2 separate regions of the Mus musculus genome follow, and region 2 is linked to region 1. The links are chromatin contacts, called in public HiChIP or PLAC-seq maps. All regions are on one chromosome and are shown on one strand. The core of a region is the stretch at or near the end of the contact, and the rest is flanking DNA. Distances in the headings are between cores, read along the strand shown. Region 1 has its middle 18 kb from the start of Tcf20. Region 2 holds the start of Serhl (serine hydrolase-like).

Evidence for each region. HiChIP or PLAC-seq counts read pairs in DNA pulled down with a chosen protein or histone mark.
Region 2: an H3K4me3 HiChIP or PLAC-seq map of embryonic basal ganglia shows a contact between it and region 1, with 2.1 times the contacts expected there. The contact joins the promoter of Serhl here to the enhancer-like site in region 1. A contact is called at or near these places in 2 of 39 promoter capture datasets (cranial neural crest and hippocampal neurons), 1 of 484 Hi-C or Micro-C datasets (forebrain), 6 of 115 datasets of contacts at active chromatin or transcription factors (embryonic basal ganglia, embryonic midbrain, embryonic stem cells and 3 more) and 2 of 9 other capture datasets (adipose tissue and liver).

Annotation. Positions count from the first base shown.
Region 1 is chr15:82,928,195-82,932,611 of GRCm38.p6, forward strand. It overlaps a transcript of Tcf20 not described here. Among named protein-coding and RNA genes, the nearest start is that of Tcf20, 18 kb to the left of the region's middle. Within about 2 kb of position 2,072, at least 31 of the 459 cell types and tissues checked have an H3K27ac peak or open chromatin away from gene starts, as enhancers often do. A contact at or near this core is called in embryonic basal ganglia, where this site is marked.
Region 2 is chr15:83,097,921-83,102,337 of GRCm38.p6, forward strand. It overlaps Serhl (serine hydrolase-like), which reads left to right and starts at 2,285. Exons shown (of 12, transcript NM_023475.3): 1 at 2,285-2,427; 2 at 3,724-3,873; 3 at 3,952-4,065; 4 at 4,379-4,417. The coding sequence starts at 2,424.

The sequences.
Region 1 (4,417 bases), core at 822-3,321:
AGGTTTGGCGGTGATCCGGCCATATTTCAGGCTGATCTGAAGCAGCATGAGCCCCACCCCCTCCTGCCCGACCGCCAGGAGATCCCCATCTGGGCTGTCTACTTAATACCCCATTAAGGGAGAAAATATACAGCCAGATCCCTCCCAGCCTCAGCTGCCCATTCCTCTGAAAAGATCAAAGCTGCACTAGATTCTCTCCTAGAAACTCCATAAATAGACGGCAGACATGAGGAGAGGCAGGTAAAGCCCAGCATGGCAGTGCCTAAAGGAGAGGGGGTATGGCACTAGGGGTCACCAAGAGCTAGCAGAAGTGGGGAGGTATCCAGGTCCTAGAAGAGCGGCACATGTCTCAGGGTGAGGCCCTCCGCATGGGTTCTTGGCACCTTATTTACAGGCGGGGAAACTGAGGAATGCAGTTCTACAGTGACCTTCTCAATGTTGAGAGGCTCCGGATTTGGGCTGATAGCGTACACACCTCCAAACAGAGAGTCCAGCAGCAGCCTGTGCTCTGAGATCTGTTTATCCCTACAACCTGGGCCCTTTTCAAACTAGGAACCAGATTCTGAGAGGCTCAGAGACCTCCCGGAGAACGCACAGCCTGTGGTGGGGAACTCTGGACACTCAGCAGCATTCTCCTTGATCACCCATGGGGTAGGGACAGCAAGACCTAAGCTGAATACTCCCAGGACCCCCCCCCCATGCAGTTTACAAAGTCCAGGCAAAGCGCACCTCACCTCACCTCTCCAGAGCACCCCTCCCGAGGCTACACTGAGGATGAGTAAACCGGCTGCCCCAGTTTCCTGACTCACACGAGCAGTGATTACTTCCTCTAGATAAGGACCACGCCTTCCCCCCTCCTCCCAGCTCTCTGCTCCTTCCCACAGTGGCTCTGGGGCTCACCTGGGAACCTCAGCTCCCAGGACCCCTCAGGATCTTCATGTATCCCTTCCCACCGACCACACTGGCCATCCGCAGGTGTCTCTACATGGCCCATCTGACCAGACAGCTCCTGGTCACCAGGGAAGATCAAACTCTTCGTCTGGATACCTGGATCACTCTGTGAGCACCCAGTCTTACACCCAGGCAGCTGCTCATCTGACATGTAGGGACAGAGGACATCAGAGTGTCTGTTCCCTGGCTGTCCCAGGGCCAGAACTTCTTTGCACCCACCTTCCACCCATTCTCCTAGCCTCTGGCTTCCAAGGCCACTCAACCTCTGCTCTCTCTACTCTCAAGCCGGCCATCAGGGCACCATCTGTCTCCCTGCTGCTCACTCTCCTGCAGGTCCTAAGTTCTGGAAGGAGAAGAGCCCTTCAAGAGCGAGGCACAGACATTCCTCAAGCCCACACCAGTAGAAATGGAGGTACAGTAGAAGTGGTGGGGGATCCTGGGCACTCAGAGACTTCTGCCCCCTTCACAGTTCACAGCTAACTCTGGCAGGTCGCCACCTCCCCTCACCATCAGTGAGAGAGAGAGAGAGCAGTGAGCACAGGGTGAACCAAGCAATTTTCCAGACCTGGTGGGGCTCGGCAAGCCAATTTGAACACAGAATAAACCTCTGGCCTCTGCCAGGGGGGCATGGCAAACAGTGTGAGCACAGGAGCTGGCCCCGCCCCCACTGTGAGCAAGAGAGCATGGCTGGGCCAGAGATGCCGCGCTCTGCTGCCAATTCCCGGCTCAGCAGAAAGCCTCCATTTTGCAGGGAGAAATTAATGAGAGGGAGAAGCCTGGGAAATTACGAGTTGCCACCTGCAATTTCTCTCTCCAAGGAAAGCGGCACGATGGCTGATTAAAGCTGCAGCCGCCCTGCCAGGCTGGGCCAGCAGCTGAGCATAGTCCACCTGCTAAGAGGCAGGTGGGGAGCAACAAGGGGGACAAGTAGGGGACCCCCACACTCAGGCAGCTTCTCCCGGGAACTCTGAAGAGGGGAAGCCTCCAGAAGGGAAATGTCCTTCTCCTTCTATTAGCCATAAAAACGAATGATTCACAGGCCACCTTGGTGACCTTCGGTGCCCTGTGGATTATGGGAGACACACCTCTGGCTGAGCTCCGAATCAAATCAAATCAAATCAGCAGATGGGAGCAGGGAAATGTCACCGTTGGAGGGAACCTCCCTTGTGCCCGAGGCTGCACCGGACACCTTAGTCACTGTTGCTGTCCTCCTCAAAGAGAGGACAGTATACTTGTTTGGATGTTTCAGATGAGGAACCCAGGCCTGAGCACCGACTGGAGTCATATAATGGCAAAGGTGGGCCTTAGTGACAACACAGGAAAGCTCCTGTTAAGCTGCAGGACAGTCACACCGCACAGCCCCTGCCACAGCTATGACATACATCTGGGGCCAGTCACACACAACTAGGGATCCCAGCCACCGTCCTTCCCTGGGTGGTCAGGTTAAGAATGGCCTCTGGTCACCACCTGAGACTCACCTACTCCAGTCCAGCCACAGTTCCGGAGGTGAGTAGTGTGAACTGTCTTGATAAAATCTAGAATCGCCTGAAAGCGCAGCCTCTGGGCATGTCTGTGGTGGTTATCTTGATTATTGGATAGGGGGGAAAACCCCATTTTAGCTGTGGCCAGGACCATTTCCTGGTCAGGAGAGCCTGGACTGGGTAAACCAGAGAAACCCAACTGCGCACATGTGTGGATTCACCTCCCTGTCTCCTGATTATGGACAGAATATGACCAGCTTCTTCAATCTTGACTTCCTACCTTGAACTGGGAGCCAGAACAAACCGTTTCTCCCCCCAATAGCCTTTGCCAGATTATTTTATCATGGTAACAGAAAAAGAACTAAGACTATTCCCAATATCCAGTCTTCCATCCACACGCAGGATCTGAACCAAGGACCTGCAAGGAGGATGACTGCCCGGCCACTACGTGAGGAATCTGCCGCATCTACGCACACCGAAGCTGGACCACTCCTCCAGGAGCCCACTGATTGATCTCCTGGTGCCTCAGATCCCAGCCCTCACTAGGATGTGAATTTAGACTAAAGTGTGGAGAACTGGTATCAGCCTCATGCCTCCCTGTCTAGGGTCTGTGCATTCTGAAGACTGGACTCAACTTCTGACTCTGGAGCTGGTGGAGCACAGGTGTAGAAGCCCATAGGGATGAGAATCTAGCAGCTCTGGCCCTGCCAGTGCTGGGCACATAAAATGCCATCGTTGTAGAAATCTAGACCTCCCGAGCAGGCTCTTACATTAGCTGCTGTTCATAGATAAGCCAGAGACCTCCAAGGTGGATTTTGATGGCTCTCCCTTGCCCATCGATGACCCTAGGCTGGACCCACAGACTCTTTGAGCCCCAGTCAGGTCAGCTGGGAAGCATTGTGCAGTGCCATCCTCCAGGAAGTGAACTTTGAGGCACCAGCTATCTTCCAGCTCCCTGGCCCTGGCCGTATATTATAATAATGGCCTTGGCCAATAGGGGCGCAAGCTATTAGAATGAGTTAAGACCAGATTAATCTGCTTAAAAAAATATGCCTGGTTTTTATGCTGTGCATTCCCTCCTAACAACTCAGGCTCCTTCCAGGCCATTATCTCGTTTTATCGTTAATTCAATTCCATAAACATGTATTAAGTGTCTATTATGTGTAGAGCCCTGGTCTGGTAGTTGGGGTGGGGTGGAGGCCCATGGGGGGGGGGGGACCACTCAGGTGTCTAGTGTCTGGCCAGGAACCCATCTGACCTTCAGGCCCTGCTGCTGAAACTGGAGGCAGTGTGAGACAGCTCAGAGCACAGTGAAGCCATAGTCAGTGTGCTGGTGTTTCCTGAAGGGCAGTGAGGAGCGGGGATGGAGAGAGCAGCGTCTCACAGCGTAAGGCCTACTGTGTTCAGGCTTAGTAATGTACTTTATATCCTTCTGACCACTCAGGGACAAGCACTGACATCTCCTAGCTAGTTTACTGGAGGACCCAGAATACCCTGGACACACTCAAAAATCAAACCTCATAGCCTAGACTTCAGCTTTAAAAAAAAAAAAAAAAGATTTATCTCGGGAGGCAGAGGCAGGCAGATTTCTGAGTTCGAGGCCAGCCTGGTCTACAAATTGAGTTCCAGAACAGCCATGGCTATACAGAGAAACCCTGTCTCGAAAAACCAGAAAAAAAAAAAAGATTTATTATGGTTATTTCTTTTGTATGGGTGGACACACGTGTCACAGGACAAGTTAGAAGAATCGGCTCTCTCCTTCCAATACAAGAGTCCAGAGAACCACACTCAGTGTCTGGCTTGACCTGCTGAGCCTCTATTTCAACTTCTACAGAGCTGTATGACCCAAAGTTTGTGTAGGCACAAAACATTTAGGAATGAATAAATGAATGAAAAAACAAACCAATGAATACACACACACTCATATGTACACATATACACACACTCACATATACATACACACACACTCATACACATGCTCACCA
Region 2 (4,417 bases), core at 1,035-3,534, 170 kb after region 1:
CCAATCTGAGGAAGCTTAAGCACAGGGTAGGAACCTAAGACCTTAAAAAACACTCACACATCCTCCCTGCCCTCTTGTTGCTATAGCTTGTGTGAGCCCCTAGAGAGTGAGCCTGGGGCAGCGATTCTCAGCCAATCCAATAGGCAGTCATCGATTGAGTCTCTCCTGTGCACAAGGCCCTCAGGTAGATGTTAGCGGGGAAACTGTTTTTTACAAGGACCATATCCTACTTTTTAAGAAGCCAACATGCATTCAGAGAGAGAGAGACGGCTAGAGCCACGTGGGGGTGAGAGGCAGGTAGCAATGGTGTGAACAGAAACAAGGAGGTGCTTCCACCCGTGAGGGCTGAGAGGGTTTCTAGGGAAGCTGACTTTGAAACCAAGTCTTGAAAAGAGGGTAGAATTGTCCAGGGTAGAAGGAAGGAATTGTCCAGGGTGGAAGGGGGGGAAAAGGCTCAGAGATATAGACAGCAAGAGTCAGGTGTAGAGAACGGATAGCACAGGAGAGGGAAAGGCCCCCCCCCAACACCATCTAATAGACCGGCAGGAGATCAACCCCCACCCCAGCCCGCAGTGAGAGGCACCCAGATTTTCACACGAGTAAAATAAGAGGTGGGGAAGGGGCTGGTGGCAGCTTGTGGTCGCAGGATAAGCAGGGCAGAATGGAGTCACAGGGACGGAAAGGGAAGAGGTAGATGGAAATGATGGGACACAGATGGATGTGAACATGAGGATGAGACTGAATGGAGGGACAGTGACTGTAGCCATGGACCAGCAGGACAGACAGGAGCCGGCTGAGGTCATGGCTGCTGGAGGGGCTGGTTGAAGCAAGGGAATTTTGAGGTCAAAGGAATGCGAGATGCCAAGTGCAAGTATTGGTAACAATGTGTCACTGGGAAAGATTGGGAAAGGTCCCAGGCTTCCTGGTAGGTGTCTTGTTCCCAGTGGCTCTGAGTGACTGTACTCCGACAGAACTCAGTGAAGACCCTTATCTATCGAGAATCAAAGTGTGTTCTCCACCGATAGATGCCACTGATTGGACCCAACAGAAGTGTTCTCAAAGGGCTGGGGATGTAGCTCAGTTGGTAGAATGTTTGCCTGGCATGCATGCATCCACGTGTTTGACCCCCAGCAGTGCATAAACCAGGCGTGCAACCCCAGTGTTCTGGAGAGGGAGGGAGGCGGCTCAATTCAAGGTCACCCTCAGCTATGGAGTGAGTTCGAACCCTGTCTCCAAAAACCAAAGAATAGAACAGAAAAGCGTGGTGTGTTCCCAGCTCCTAACCTCTGAGTGAAACCACTCAGAAAAGTCCTGTCACAACCAGGCGGCCCCATTTTCCAGCCCCTCATCTACGTTGGCCTATTTTTCAGCCTCAAATTTCTCTCCACAGTGGCTCTGCCCAGCCTCCCCTCCCTCCCCTTACTACAGCCTGTGATGCTCAGGGTTTGCCCTGTCACCCCTTTGGGGAACTCACCACACTGATTCCGCTCAGTGCCCAGGTCTGTGGTTCGCCAGCTACAACAATGATAGGGAATATCTCCCGCTGTTCCAGAGAGCCCACCTGGTAAATTTAAAAGCTCAAGATTTCTGCTTTTAATTTAAAAGGTAGTGCTTGTATGTGTCCATTTTAGGAATGTTTGTGATTGGATTGCTAGGGTTAGCTTTAGGATGAGTTTTGGTCATTGGAGAGTCCTGCAGTGTATTCCAGGCTGGCCTCCAAAAACCCACAGGCCTTTCCCAGCCTCCTGAATGCACCCCGTGCCCACAGTCTGACTCTGAGTTCTTCTCGGGACTGAAACTGTTTTCAGTCCTTCCTTGCCTGGGGATGGTTTCTGCCAGAGCCCTCGCTTTATACATTCATTTATTCATTCAGGCCGTGCAATCAATTATCAAAGCTGGATAGCGCCAGGCACTGCTGAGGGACCGCAGCCACCGTGGGGACACGGTGGGGAGGCATGAAACACTGTGAAACAGTCGTCTCATTTCTGTGGGAATCAGAGAGGATCCTCGAGGGAGCTTTCCTCACTGTGGGGCCACCGGGGCCTTGTCTAGCTCGTGGTAATCATGCGGGGATGCCCAGGTATTGAGCCTGTCAAAGCTTGTCCTCCAGAGACTTACTTCTCTGCTAGCTCTGACACCATCCCACCGTAGCAGCACAGCAATGTGCCAGGAGTTGAGCAGCCCTGAGATCCTCCTGAAAGTCCCGGGCCGGCCGCAGGAAGGCGGGGCCTCGGTGGGCGGTGTCGCTTGAAGGGGCGGGGCTGGCGCTAAAACTGGGGCTAAGGAGACGGAAGCCGGTGGGGACGGGAAGGACCTGGAGGGAAAGTCCTGAGCGGGACGCAAGAGGCGGGGCGTGAGCTTCTGAGTCCTTCCAGTTCCTGTGACCTCCTCAGCGAGGAGTGACAGCCTCACCGACCAGAGCAATGGGTGAAAATGTCCCTCAGGGCCCCTTAGATTGGAGTGGGAAGGGGGAGGCCGACGAGTGCTCCCACTCGCTTACTTGAGCTGGTGGAGTGGACGCTCATCGCCCTCTCCCAGGCTCAGTGGGCAGCACTGGGATCTAGCAGAGCCAGACTCGGGGCTCCTGATGGCCGCTGAGTCCTAGGCTGCTATTTGGGGTTGCTCTTTGGGTCCAACAGCAGCAGAAGGTCAGCTCTGGAGCACATCTGACTTGAAGAGGCCCAGATGGAGCCCTGGAGTCAAGCTGACTCTCTCCCCCTCTCCTTCCTCCCCTTCTCCCTTTCCTGTGCCTCAGTTTCGTGATCTGTGCACTGAGAACAGCAGTGGCCCAACTCTCCAACTCACGGTGTATAGATAGATAGATAGATAGATAGATAGAGTATAAAGTGTCTGGCATCGGCTCCGAAGGTATAGGAAAAGCTGGCCACGGTGATCTCCCAGTTTCGATTTCCAAGGGTTCAGTTTCCTAAGGTCCAAAATGTGAGGGCACAGACCAGTTTTGAGCAGCATGGTACTCTGAGTAGTGTCTTAAAACCCTCAGCCATTTTACTGTATGTAGCTTTAGCTGGCTTGGAACTCCCTAGACCAGCCTATCCTTAAGTGGCCGAAATCCTCCTGCCTCTACCTCCTCAGGACTAGGCTAGGCTTATAGGTGTGATTAATACACTTGGTTCTCATAATAATATTTTAGAGTCAGTGCTGCACAAATTGTAGTATATTTGTTTTATTTTGTTGATTTGAAGTTTTATGAGACAATGTTTTATCGTCTATCCATGTCTACCTTTTAAGGGCTGGGATAACAGGCATGTATAATTATTGTTATAGGTAGCATTCAGTGTATGGGGTCTGTTACTGCTTGAAGTTTCAGGTATCTACAGGGGCTCTTGGAATGGGTCCCATATAGTTATGAGGCATTATTCTCTATTTGCTCCTGTTTAACAGAAAGGGAAACTGAAGATGGAGAGGTTTTAGGCAAGCCAAGGTCATACAGCCCACAAGTGTCAGGGTTCAAGCCGGCAGCCCCCAACCTACTCCTTCCAGTTCTGCCCTAAAAACCAATGAGCTATATCCTGAAAAACCTATTCAGATCTTTCTCATCCAGGGGACCCAAGCTGTCTTTCCCTGTTATCTGGCAATCAGTCTGTCTAAAGCTTAGACATAGGCCAGTAGCTCAGGCGCCTGTGCCTCTTGGTGCACTCATAGGGGCTTAGGAAGTGCCGGATTCCTGGATGCAGGGGTTGACAGACCAGATCTGCCTTGCAGGTTTGCACTCAGAGTTGAAGTTGGCTGTGCCCTGGGGCCACATTGCTCTCAAAGTCTGGGGCTCCCAGAAGAACCCTCCAGTTCTCTGCTTACACGGCTGGCTGGACAACGCCAACTCCTTTGACAGGCTCATTCCTCTTCTTCCCCAAGGTAGGGCCGTGGGCTGAAGGGCCGTGGAGGGGTGACGGCAGCCATGCCGAGCCCCTCTCTTCCTCTTCCCTGCTGCAGACTTCTGTTACATGGCTATGGATTTCGGAGGCCACGGGCTCTCGTCCCATTACAACCCAGGCCTCCCGTACTACCAGCAAAATTTTGTGAGTGAGGTCCGAAGGGTGGCAACAGGTGAGCCAGAGCCCCCATAGTATCTCTCATCCTAGGAGTAGGATGCAGTATCTGGGAGGCAGGACTGGCCTGGGAACGGATACCTGGGGTTTCTGCTTCCGGTTTCCTGGCCCCTGAAAAGAGCCTGCTCTTCCGCTAGGAGCATCCCACAGTGAAGCTAGTGGGTCCTAGTGGGTCTCCTGCAGGGGTCGTGTGGGGGTCAGGGTGGGGCTGCTGCAGGTCTTTGGAGGGAGTCCCAAGCCCCAGGGCACAGGGATAAAGGACAGAGTAAGGCTGGGCTGTGCAAACCTCCTTTCTGCCTTTGTGTTTTCAGCCTTTAAGTGGAATCAGTTCACCCTCCTGGGCCACAGTT